Linked DNA regions of Anser cygnoides: region 2 is linked to region 1. The links are chromatin contacts, called in public Hi-C maps. All regions are on one chromosome and are shown on one strand. Each heading gives the region's core, a stretch centred on a gene start, on an enhancer-like site or on the middle of the called end of the contact. The rest is flanking DNA. Distances are from core to core; before and after follow the strand shown. Region 1 overlaps ARID5B (AT-rich interaction domain 5B). Region 2 overlaps CABCOCO1 (ciliary associated calcium binding coiled-coil 1).

The links. A called contact is a pair of places that touch in the nucleus more often than the background predicts.
Region 2: a contact with region 1 is called in a Hi-C map of liver, with 5 times the contacts expected there. The contact joins two enhancer-like sites. A contact is called at or near these places in 2 of 7 Hi-C or Micro-C datasets (both in liver).

The regions. Positions count from the first base shown.
Region 1 is chr7:27,806,278-27,812,158 of Taihu_goose_T2T_genome, forward strand. ARID5B (AT-rich interaction domain 5B) reads right to left here. Exons shown (of 10, transcript XM_067001097.1): 10 at 910-5,881. The coding sequence ends at 4,571. Among named protein-coding and RNA genes, the nearest start is that of ARID5B, 110 kb to the right of the region's middle. Within about 2 kb of position 1,379, at least 1 of the 3 cell types and tissues checked has open chromatin away from gene starts, as enhancers often do. A contact at or near this core is called in liver, where this site is marked.
Region 2 is chr7:27,997,734-28,003,481 of Taihu_goose_T2T_genome, forward strand. It overlaps CABCOCO1 (ciliary associated calcium binding coiled-coil 1), which reads right to left. Exons shown (of 16, transcript XM_067001073.1): 5 at 4,839-4,911. Among named protein-coding and RNA genes, the nearest start is that of CABCOCO1, 21 kb to the right of the region's middle. Within about 2 kb of position 2,223, at least 2 of the 3 cell types and tissues checked have open chromatin away from gene starts, as enhancers often do. A contact at or near this core is called in liver, where this site is marked.

The DNA of each region.
Region 1 (5,881 bases), core at 129-2,628:
CCCCGTACCGTAACTGCATACGAGACAAAACCCATGGCTTGGGGATGTTGAGTGGGAAATTGCTGCTCAAGTGCCAGCTCTCACTAGGGCTGCAAATGGCCTCACCCAGAGGTGGGAGCACAAAGCAGCAGCCACCTCTGGCACCACCATGGCAGGCGCACAGCTCTCGGGACCCCTAGGAAGGGGATGGCTCCCCCACGCTCCCCAGGACCACAGTGCTAAGCCACAACCTAGGACTGCAGGGCACATCTGCCCCTGCTGCTGAGGTGCGTGGGGCAGCAATGGCACATTCCTGAAATACTGCCAATGAAATTATTTTTCTGGCTACAGAGGACAGGAGCGTACCAGTGCTCTGACCATGCTTGCTGCACCACAGCTTTCTCAAAGGGCCGCCAAGTTAAGGGGGGGTGTTGGACCCAATAACCAACAGAATGTGAATTAATTTTACTTGATGGCTGCTTACTGTCATCAACAAAATCACCAGTTAGCGTCCGACTCCAAAATCTTGCTCTTGGTGGTAGTGGGAAGAACAGAAGGTCATTTTCAGGCCCCAGTTTGAGCCTGCCATACCAGCGGGAAGAAGTCCTGCTCTAAGACGCAAATGGAGCAAATTTGCTAGCAAAGCCACTGGCTAAGCATGAATGTCATCCCATCCAAAGCTGTGACTGCAGTCAGCATAACCACGACACACTTTAATGTGAGCACACTGCGAAAATAGAGGGGCACTGAAGATCTTGTCTCTTCCTCCTCTTGGAAATTGCAAACTTCCATTTCTTTAATCTAATCATTTGCAGGAGGGGATATTTTCTCTTGAAAAGCCAATAGAAGAGGGCTGAAAGGTCGGATGGGATAATATGTAACCCATTGTGATAAGGGCTGTTTACAGAATTATTAATCAAACACAAAAGGGAACAGATAGTAACATTTTTTATTAAATATTACAGTGGATCAAAAAGTACAAAATATCTTTTGCCTGCTATGTGATTGGGAAACTATTGGCACATAATACAGTATCAAAAGCATTAATAAGTACAATTTGGAAAACATACAAAAATTGAGTGTTTATAGTTGGCTCAGCTTTATTTCTGGTAGTGTTTAAACTAACGCAAAGGTTACTCAATAACCTTTTAAATGGGAAACTATATAATATTACTGGGCCATTTTTATATATACAAATCATCACCTTACAGAGCATATAGGCTACATAACTTGAATCACAAAAAGTATACAATATTTACAACAAAAGAAAGTTAAAAAAGTATAAACAGCTAGTAGATTATGCTGCCATTATTAGAACATATTTAAAACTATGGGGCCAGGGAAGGAGGGGAGGAGGAGGAAGAGAACAAGTGAAGTATCGACCACGTTTACAGCAAACACCATAGTAAGTGCTCATGGAAACAGTTCCAATGCCGTGGGCCTCACACCAGCGCAGGAATTCCCAGGAATTCTCACTAAAATGTGACAACTGTCCGATCGGCCCCGATGCTGCCTGGTTGACCACTGCAGCGCCAAGGAGCATCCTGGTGTGCCCCAAAAGCTCCCGACACCGCTGCCACGTGCTGCCGCCTTGTCCCGAACTGGAACAAACTACTTCCCATGCATGGGTATACCAGGCAAACACTTCACGTTGCCAAGACAGACTTGCAAAAACGCCGTCCTCGCACACCTCGGCCCTTGCTAGGAGTGCACTGCACTGACAAGTGCTACTGCTGATGTGCTTCGTGAAGTCAGGCTCAGCCTGCAGCCAAAAGGCACGCGTGAGCCGTTGCTGCTGAGCCGTTACAACCTTTAGCATCCCTATTGAATCCTGGACATAGTGTGTTCAGCTTGCAACATTTCTTGGAACTGGCTCTTGGTAAATAGATTTATGACTCTATTGCCAATTAGATTCCACAGTTTCCTTTACAAACCTAGCAATAACAATGGTTTGATTGCACAAAGACAGGCTTGTGCAATTTCATTCAATAATAAGGCCCCTTGAACTCAAACAATGCAAACAAAGCCCTATTTAAGACATTAAAAAAAAAAAGACTTTTCAGCCCATGGAGAATTCAATAGCCTTTCAAAAGATTTCCAAGATTTCTCTTAAGAGTTTTTAAACAAATAACACACCACTTCTGTTGGGGGTTTACACTACCATTTCTTTTTATTTGTCCTGAGGTTTTGCCCATCATATGATGAGCCTCCCCAGACTGAAGGGGCCAGTGTCCTCCTAGGGCAAGTGAGGAGCCTCCCTCCCCGCTCACCTTCCCCCTGCCCCGCATGGTGTTAACTCTGCTTCACAAAGGCTATGATCAAACTCCAACGCGACACAATCAAAAGGGAAAGCGGACACTTTGCGTAAACAAATGCACAAATCCAGGACACACGTTTTAACCTAAACAAGAAACGCTTGCTTTGCCAAACACACAAGCTCCTAGTTGTGTTTGCTGTAGATTCTCATATTCTCTGTCCCCCCACCCTCCTTCCCCCCACCCATCCCCAAACCCCTGATTCTCACGATTCAGATCTAGTGCAACTTTACTAGAGATGTCCTCAACATTATGGCCTCTGCCCAGCTGAGCCTGCGGTTTTGTTCCTGTATGATCTGTGGAGCAGCAGGATGCTCTGCATTGGCACATCCATGTTCTAAGTTCTACTAGTCTGTTTATCGATCAATTAAATATAGTTTTACCACAGGAATATAAAGTATTTAATTGAAGAAGCTGGATCTTTAACAGTAGATGAGTATATTATTCTGGTTTCCACCTTTGGATATTAACTATGATACATTATATATTGTATTTGGCTTCATATCACGGGAAAATTTAATGACATGCCTAGCATGCAAAGTGTTTCTTAGTAGTTTCCATTTTTGTTTTCGTATCGATTATGCTGTCTTTGAACAATAACTGAGATGGTTTGAATCACAACCAATTTTCACATTGTAAAAAGCCTCCAAGCCACACTTCTCTTTATCGATGTCTACGCTCAGCTGCATGGTGGTGACGTCCTTCAATGTGAACATGCATCCACAGGAAAGCTCTTTCGTTATCAAAACCCAGCCCCTCTGCTCCTGGCTTCCGCTCTGCGGAGGATGCCCAAGGAGGGCTGCGGTGCCCGTGGGGTGTGGAAGGACTGTCCCAGCAGGCGCCAGCTCCGTTGCCACCTCAGGGGCTGGATGCCACCAGCAGAGACCCAGCCCGCGGGCGCTGGCTGCGCTCATCAGTGGGGAGGCTGGGGCTGGTGGGGCAACCACTGCACACAACCCCAACCCATCCCACCGAGCTTGGCCCATGGCACGGGACCCGGCCACCTCTGGTTCAAACCAGCACGGGCTCCTGTCCTAATTTCTGAAATTCTTGACATTCTTGCAAACCACAAATCCGTTTTCTGGACCCCTCTGCCATCCAGCAGCTCGTGTCAGTGAGGTTTTGTTTTCTAGATCTGGTACACAGGAGGGTTTCACAGCCTAGGTAAGGTAAGTGCGACTCTTGACAAATTCACGGACCACGATACGGGAAAGCAAAGCTCGGTGGGAGGGGGAAAGCAGCGCGTGAGCCACCGCAACAGTACGAGGAGAGCGGGAGGTGCTCAGCACCCTGCAGGACTGGACCATAGGGAAAGGAACCTTGCTTGCGTCCTTGCACCATAATATTACCTACAGTATGTTTATATCCGTTAAAATGAATCTGAACCAGTTGCTTCAGTTTGTAAACAGTAAACGTTACCACAAAAATAAAACAAAAATGCTGCTCCAAGTATGAAGAAACTGGAAAAATTACAAACACATAAAAAAAATTAGGACAGCCACAGCCTTTAAAAAAAGTTGCAGATAAAATGATACTGTTTAATTTAAAAAAAAAAGAAAAACAAAAACAAGAAATGAACATAAAGAGCACAGAATATACTGGACAAACAAAACTATATAAATTATTGTGACCAAATGTGACACTGGTAGTTTACGAAGTGGATATGTACAGTCAAATTAAACAGTGTTTACCCTTCTGTTCTAATAGTGTTAAAATGAAAAATCTATTGCCGTTTTACTATACATTGCATTGATTGAATCTTTAAAAGTCAGGAAAAGTTACCCAAAAAAGCACATCCAATGATTGTGTGGATTCTCGGCCCTCTTCTCCTTGCCAGGTTCATCTCGAGTCCTTGACTCATTTGCAACAACGCTCAGCCTCTGGTCCCTGGCTCAATGAAAAGCAAATGTAAATGTCACCTCTCATTTCAATGAGCTCAGGACTGGGCCTGCATTTCCACGGCTCCCTTTGAACATTTGCTCTTACCATACACAAGTCCTTTGAAAACACATATGCAAAATCCAAAGACTTTTTTTGTGTGTTTGTGTGTTGTTGTTTTGCCAGGGCAGGGGTGAGGGGAGAGGGGGCTGACGTGGAGCCAGAATTAAAGAAGCAGTCCTGTCTTGATCACACTCTGAAGCTTTCCGCTATGTGGGATACGACTGCATCCTGGTTGACAAAAATACAGATTGCTAAATCTGCAAGACATCGTCACAGGGGAAGGAATGTCGCTAACTGAACTTGTTTTCTCAAACTTTTTTTTCAAGTGAGGGGGTTTACAGTTTTGTGCTGGGATGTACAGAGGACAGCTGGGAAGGTGGAAATGCAGCTTGAGGGTTTATAGCAGCTAAAGGATAAATGCTGTTATGCAAAAGGTCACCGTACGAACTTCCTACAGGTGTTGCTGCGGCTAAGTGTCTATACAGTTGCTGAGAATTTGTAGGGGACGTGAGGAACTGTCTCTGCACCATGAAGGAATGAAGAGCCAAAGGCTGCATTAGTGGGGAGAGCACGGTCTGATTTTTCAAGTACTGTAAAGGATGGGAATACCCAGGCGGGAGGCGATTGTTCAGCCCTGTGCACAGGGTTCCTGGATACAAGCCTGGGAAGATCGGGGCCGAGAGGGGAAATTTGTGGCTCTCCAGCACGCTGCCTGAATGCAGGCCGTGCAGCGGCTTGCTGCCTTCCCCCTCTGCATCGGGAACCTTTTCTTTCGCCGAGGTCTCCTTTGGTAAGTGTAGAGGAGAGACAGCTCGGATTTTTTTTTCGGAAATGACTTTGTCCAAGTCCTCCAGGCTCCGCTTCAAAGGCCGGGCAGCCCCGATGGTTTGAGGGCTCGTTCTGCGGCTGATGATAGGATGCACCATCCCCTCCATCTTCCTCAGATTCTCCAGTCTCTGTGCCTGCTGCTTCCCAGACCTGTGGAGCAACTCACTGTGTTTTTTAGGGGCTGTCATGGCCATGGGGGACACACGGCAAGCTTTGGGGTTACAGTCTAGGCTCACTGCCTGGCTGCTTGCAGCCTGGAACGGGGAGATACCTTTGCCTTCTTGCTGGGCCATAGATGAATGAGAGAGGCCAGAGCCGGGAGCCTTTGCAGTCTGTTTGTGTATGCTCTTTGGAAGACTCAAATCTGTTGGCTGATCATCTGAAGAGGCTTCCACTGACGCCTTTTTTTCTTGCTGATGCAAAGATGGGTGATAATTTAAATTTAGTTTTTCTTGGTGTTTGTGTTGAGTAAAAGTAGAAATATTTTCAGACTCTCTGAACATGTCCCGGGGGAGGTACTTTGATGTCTGTTCATTATTAAGGTGGTGTTCTGTGTGCCTATAAAGGCTGTGCAGATGAGGTGATGAATAAAAATCTGCCAAGAAAGTGGGCACATGGGAGTGCTGCAGTGCCCTTTTCTCACTCATTTTATCTTTGCAGTCCTGGATATCTGTCTTCGGTACGTACGACTCAGCAAGAGAACTGAGGTGATGTTTTGAAAAATCACAGCGCTGAGGATCCGGTTTACTTAGCATGTCATGTTTAAAAACGTCATTAATTGATTTCCTTTCTTCCTTGGTTTTAAAACTCTGTACATG
Region 2 (5,748 bases), core at 973-3,472, 190 kb after region 1:
TTATATGCTAGAAAAATAAATACTGGGAATGGAATAATAACTAAAGGTCAATACTGGCACAAATTGGCACATGGACAAGTGCACATAAGCTTGCTGTGAATACACTTAGCCTGGAAATTTGAAGTTTTTATAACCATTACAGAAATCAGGCTCCAGGGCAGCTTTCTAACTGGAATAACAGAGGCAAAAAAGTTAACTTCTTAGGCTTGAGCTTGACAAGTTTCCGAAGAGGATTATACATGCTTGCCTATGAGAAGGCAGCACTAGACCTGACAAGTAAAGAGGTCCCTTCCAGTCCTATGCTCTTAATTTCCTTCAAAGTAGTCTTGTCTTTGCCATGGTGATATTTACAAAACAAAGCTACAGAAAATCAATTCAGTGGTTTTTAAGCATTACAAATATTTGAAATCTTCAAACTTTGAAAAACATGCACTCCATTAGTTGAGGAATGTGTCTCTCTAGTGTGAACTGATATGCTTACAGAAATGTTCTGGTTTCATACATTCTTGAAATGCAATTTTCAAAAAATTGTTGAGCAAATTTGTTTTAAAAATGATTGATTAACCTATCTTAGTGTGCAACACCTAATGAGGATTACATATCAAAGTGAAGTCCCAGACTTCAGGACTTTTGCCATCAAGAAAGGCTTATTAGCTTTCAGATAGTGTACTTTTTCTATGCACTCTCTTAAATTCAAAACACAGAAGAGATTTTATTCAGACTTAAAGCAAGAAACCACCACCACCAACAACAAAAGACTAAACAAAAACAACCACCCACACTTGGATAAATACCAGACATAGTCTGAAAGCTTAATGTTTCAAAAAGTAAGGAGTACATGGAAAGACAGCATTAATGGAAACTGGAACTCTAAGTAGGGGATGATATCTAGTGACTGCTATAACACTGAATCTGCACTGTCATTAAACTTAATCTTTGATATTTTTATTGCAACCTGACCTACTATGACATCTCTAAAGAAAATTACATTGTACACTACTACTTCAAGAAGTCAAACTTAGCTAGTCATCTGGGCCATAAAGTAGCAGATTACTCCATCAGGCTGGCTAAAGCAACTAGGAATAAAACTAGATTTACCAACCACATTATTTTTATTAGGAAATGTTTCAAAGCAGACATAATCCCAGAAGACATTAGCCTCATTCCATCCAAAAATACACAACACAGTGCAGCAAAAAACATGAACTACAGTAGAAGGTACAATTTTTAAATCTGGAAAAAAAAAGTACTGCAATATATCATCCTATCAAAGCAAAATAAATTAGCTGACCATAGAAATAGAAAATAATAAAAACTTCTACACAATTCCTGTATTAACTAATTAAACCTTTTTTTATAAGATCTGACATGTTAATAGGAATTGCTCCACTGAATCCCTGCACATCAAGATTTGGTGTGTACTCCATTTGCTTTCTTTGAATTTGCAGGCATGCTAGGTGTACTAACCCACAGCTAGAGGGCAAAACCTCCAGAATGGGCAAAAGGTAAAAGCAGTATCTTTAACAACAGCATTCTTGAAGAACTCTGGTATGTTAGCCCTACATGCATTTTATTTTGGTTCATGGCCACAGTCCAGATAAAGCACTGTTTCTTCTGCAGTTCTTCTAGATGTTTAGAAGTGCTCAGAACAGTAACAAAACAAACAAACAAAACAAAACAAAAAGCAATGAATTTACTTGGCAATCTTAACGCTTCTCAGTAATTCCTTGTACCTTGTACTTACTGTGTTTTCTAACAGGTATTTGCACGTATGTAATATATAGGTTTTTGTAGATCTGCAGTGAAGGAGAAGTAAAGGATTTGATAGCTGGAAAGGTAAGTTTTAAATTTTAAAGACTGCCAAACTAGGTTAGATTTATGATGTATGTTTTATCATCTAACCAAGCATTCATGTCTTTCAGCGTTAACCTTTTTTTTTTTTTTCCTAGGCAATATGATCACCTCAGGCAGTTTGATTTACAGGCTTTAGCTGATGCAAAAATACATTTAAATTAGCCAGTCGTTTGTTCCTTTTTTTTTAAAGACTTAAATGCTGTCTATATTTTACAAAGTTGTTTCTATCATGCTAGCTGCATTAAAACCCAGAATATTAATCAGATTGTGAAGCTCCACTAATTATGTGCTATATTTAAGTAACTTAGATTTTGTTAAGTGGCATGCAGATATTGTATGCATAATCTAACTCAGTTTTGAGTCATTTCCCTTTTCTTGTCTGATTTTATTTTACACAGGAAATGACAGGGTCATTTGGAAATAAATGCACTGAAAGATCAAAAAGGAAATCTGATTGAGAATGCTGTATAATTGCCCTCACTAGAGAAAAAATAAAATCCAATGGGTGTATAATCCATTGCTATAAGTTTTATCTGGAAAACACATACCATGGCTTCTCTAAAGGATATCCAATACAGCAGTAACTATTGCTTTTATTTGTCGCAGCTGAATCTCTGCTAAAGAAGAGGCTGCTGGACTTTTGTTCAGTAGGTGATACCTTCAGCACACGTGAAGCACAAATTTACTCAGTGAGCTAAAGCAAGCCATTTCAGTTAAAGCAAATAATTTCATTGATTTGTCCAAAAGTCTTTATTTGCAAAATAAGATAATACTGTGATTAAGCTCTTAGAATGCCATGGTTCTTCTTATTTGGGCAAACCTGGTCATTACATTTTACAGTCTCTCATTCCAAAAGAACAGCTTTCATCAATGAAGCTAATAGAAAACTTTTTACACAATAGCAACAGTGTGCTTGGGAGTAAGGATCGCATCTAGCTGTTGGCCATGGTGTATCTACAGTGGCTTTATTTTTTATTATTTATTTATTTTAAAGACAGTAATCTACACAGCGAAACAACAGTCAACCTTTCATCCCAGATTTATCATCTACTTTTAGTGCACAGATTTCCCAGACGATCTCCAGCCCCCTTCTGCTCCCTGAGCACATGCACTGCAGGGCATGTGACTCCAGGCATGCTCCTGCCATAGGCATACACATCGAACCACATCTGCCCCTTTAGCTTGTCAGGGTTTGACCTGTTCATCTAAGGGACTGCAAACACAGAAGGGTAATGCTCTCCTTTACGGATAAGCATTTCTAAATATAACAAAGCTGTAAGCTAGAGAACTTGACGTCTGTGCTGGGCTCACCTCTCATCACATTTTACAAATCAAGCAAACACAGAGAATGCCATAAATTTGTATGTATAGTTTCAAAGTGTTAAACTAACTTATTGAAGAACAATATATCACCCTATCAAAATAAACTCTGCACGAATACAAGTATTGATCTTCTCGGGTATTACACTGTGGTTGGACAAATGTGGTTGGAGTCTCTGTCATGGGACTTAGAATACAAAACAGATGAATTAAACCAAACTGGCGCATAGGTAAGAAATGTCTGTAAGAGAGTTGCAGCTAAAAATTACCGTGAAGGTTTTTATGACAGTTTTATTGTAAATCGCACATGTTCCTTTGATGGATTAACACCGAAGTAATTCACAGAAATATGTTTCTGCCATTCCCTAGTGCAGGTAGATGGTACAGGTGGTACTCCCTAGCACACAAACCATGCAGAGCAGCTGCTTTTCCTTGGCTGTGAAACTGTAGCATTTTACGCTGATCTTAGACATCCAGAAATAGGTTTCAAGAAAACACAAAGTCATTTATTTTAAGCTAATCTGCAACTGATATATTAACCAAATTTACACAAGAAATTATTTAATTAAAGCCTCATTAAAAATGATTTTACCAATTAGAAAGCTCTAGCCAACCACTGATCTCATTAGCTAATATGAAAACCACAACAACAGTGTGATGCTGAAGTCCTTCTTGACTTATGTAATTAATTTTGTCATTGATTCCAGCATAGCTGGAATTTTAACCCACCTTACAAACAACCTCAAAATAATCTCCAAATATTTGCATCCATGGCGAGAAAAGTCCTTCTTGCGTAAAACACAGTTATTTAAAAGCAACATGGGAGGAAATTATACCACATCATTTACAGACCCAAAACCACCAGCTTAATGTGGAAAAGACTTTTTTTCCAATGCACTAATAACTTTATCTTCCCTGTGTGCTGATAAGCTAAAATACATGCCATAAGAGAAATTCTACTACTGTGCCTCTCAGAGTAACCAGTTGTCTCCTAAATTATAAATGTAAATTCTTTTCAATGTATTGTAACATATATCTTCAAAATGCACCATCAAACAAAAGGAAGGTATATTTGATTAATTTAATCTGGCTGTTTGATTAACGGCCACCTCCTGAGTCAACACGTATTCCTATGTATTTTTTCACGTATAAGTTAGAATACAACGTTTAATAACAGTGAACTAGCTTGACTGTAAGAGTGCCTTCAAAATGCTGGATTTCTAGCTAGCTTCTTTCTCTACAATCAGTATAATTAACTGTTGGTGACTACAGTGGAAAAAAAAACTGTGCATACATAAATATCAGCACTGTGGTCAGACTCTTGCTTGGTACACAAACTTTTCTGATTTTGATTGCTGACTTTAAAACAGTCAGACTCATGCATTGCTAATTCAAATGATATGCACCAACTTATAAATACATAAACAAAAGTATTCCTGACTTAACGCATTTTAGCCAACCAATGCATTTAAATTTTTTTGAAATCCAAAATTAATTTTGAATTTGAGGATTGAAACATCTAACTTGTATTCTTTAATCAGCCATTTTACTTTAGTAATGAAGTAATGTTGACATAAAATTGCTTTGAGCAATAAAAAACATATGTCATAGTGCATTCATTAAATAATTCTAAATAATGAGTTCCATCTATATAAATTACTTACCTTATTACTTATCACAAGTTCTTCTCTAGGACTGTGGAAGAGATGTTCATACAATTTATAGGGTTTAAATAAACTGGAAAACAAGAGAAAAATACTGCTAGTACAGCTGTAGATCTCTAGAAAGGCAACACTTTAAAAAAAAATGTTATAGTGAGAGTTACTCTCCAGATGGGTAATACTCTGAATGTTAGGAAGAAATGGCTGTTTAACTTCAGCAGATGGTTGTTTAACTTCAGCTGCGATACACAGGGTATTTAATTTACAGGACGTACTGTTAGATGGCTGTAGAAAATCCAGTATGATAATTAAGAATAGAACTGCTTTGTTCTTATGGAATCGAACTCCAAGAAGACTAAGTTCTCCTCTGAAAAAAAGTAACTCCCGAAATGTGTATCACCAGGATACTTATGTCTTTAATATCAGCAGTAGTGGACAAGAAGGAAACAAAGCCAAATGAGCTAGCAGATTTGGGATGGGCTGCTTATTCCAGCGATCAAGTTTGATGTTGGAACACAAAACCAATAAAGAATGGAAGCATTTATTCTCTCAAGGTCATGTTTCAAAATCAGTGCGCTATTTCCTTAAAGAAAAACTAGAAAACTAGATTGACACACTAGAGTTTTGTGCATTACACCAAAAGTAACTTAAAGTAGTAAACTTATTTTCCCTTAAAACATATGTGGATTTCCATTTCATGTTTTAAATAATTTTCGTTGTTTCCTTTCTTAATGATCAATGATATCACATTTGTTTAATCAAAGGCTTGGTTTGTCACAGTTCATCTGTTACAATTACTTTTTCCTCTTAAAACCATGACACAGAACTTCTGGCTTCTGTCATGTCATTCTGACAGGATTTAAAACACATTTCTGTGATTTCATATCAAGTTCAGGTCGAAGAATGATTCTAA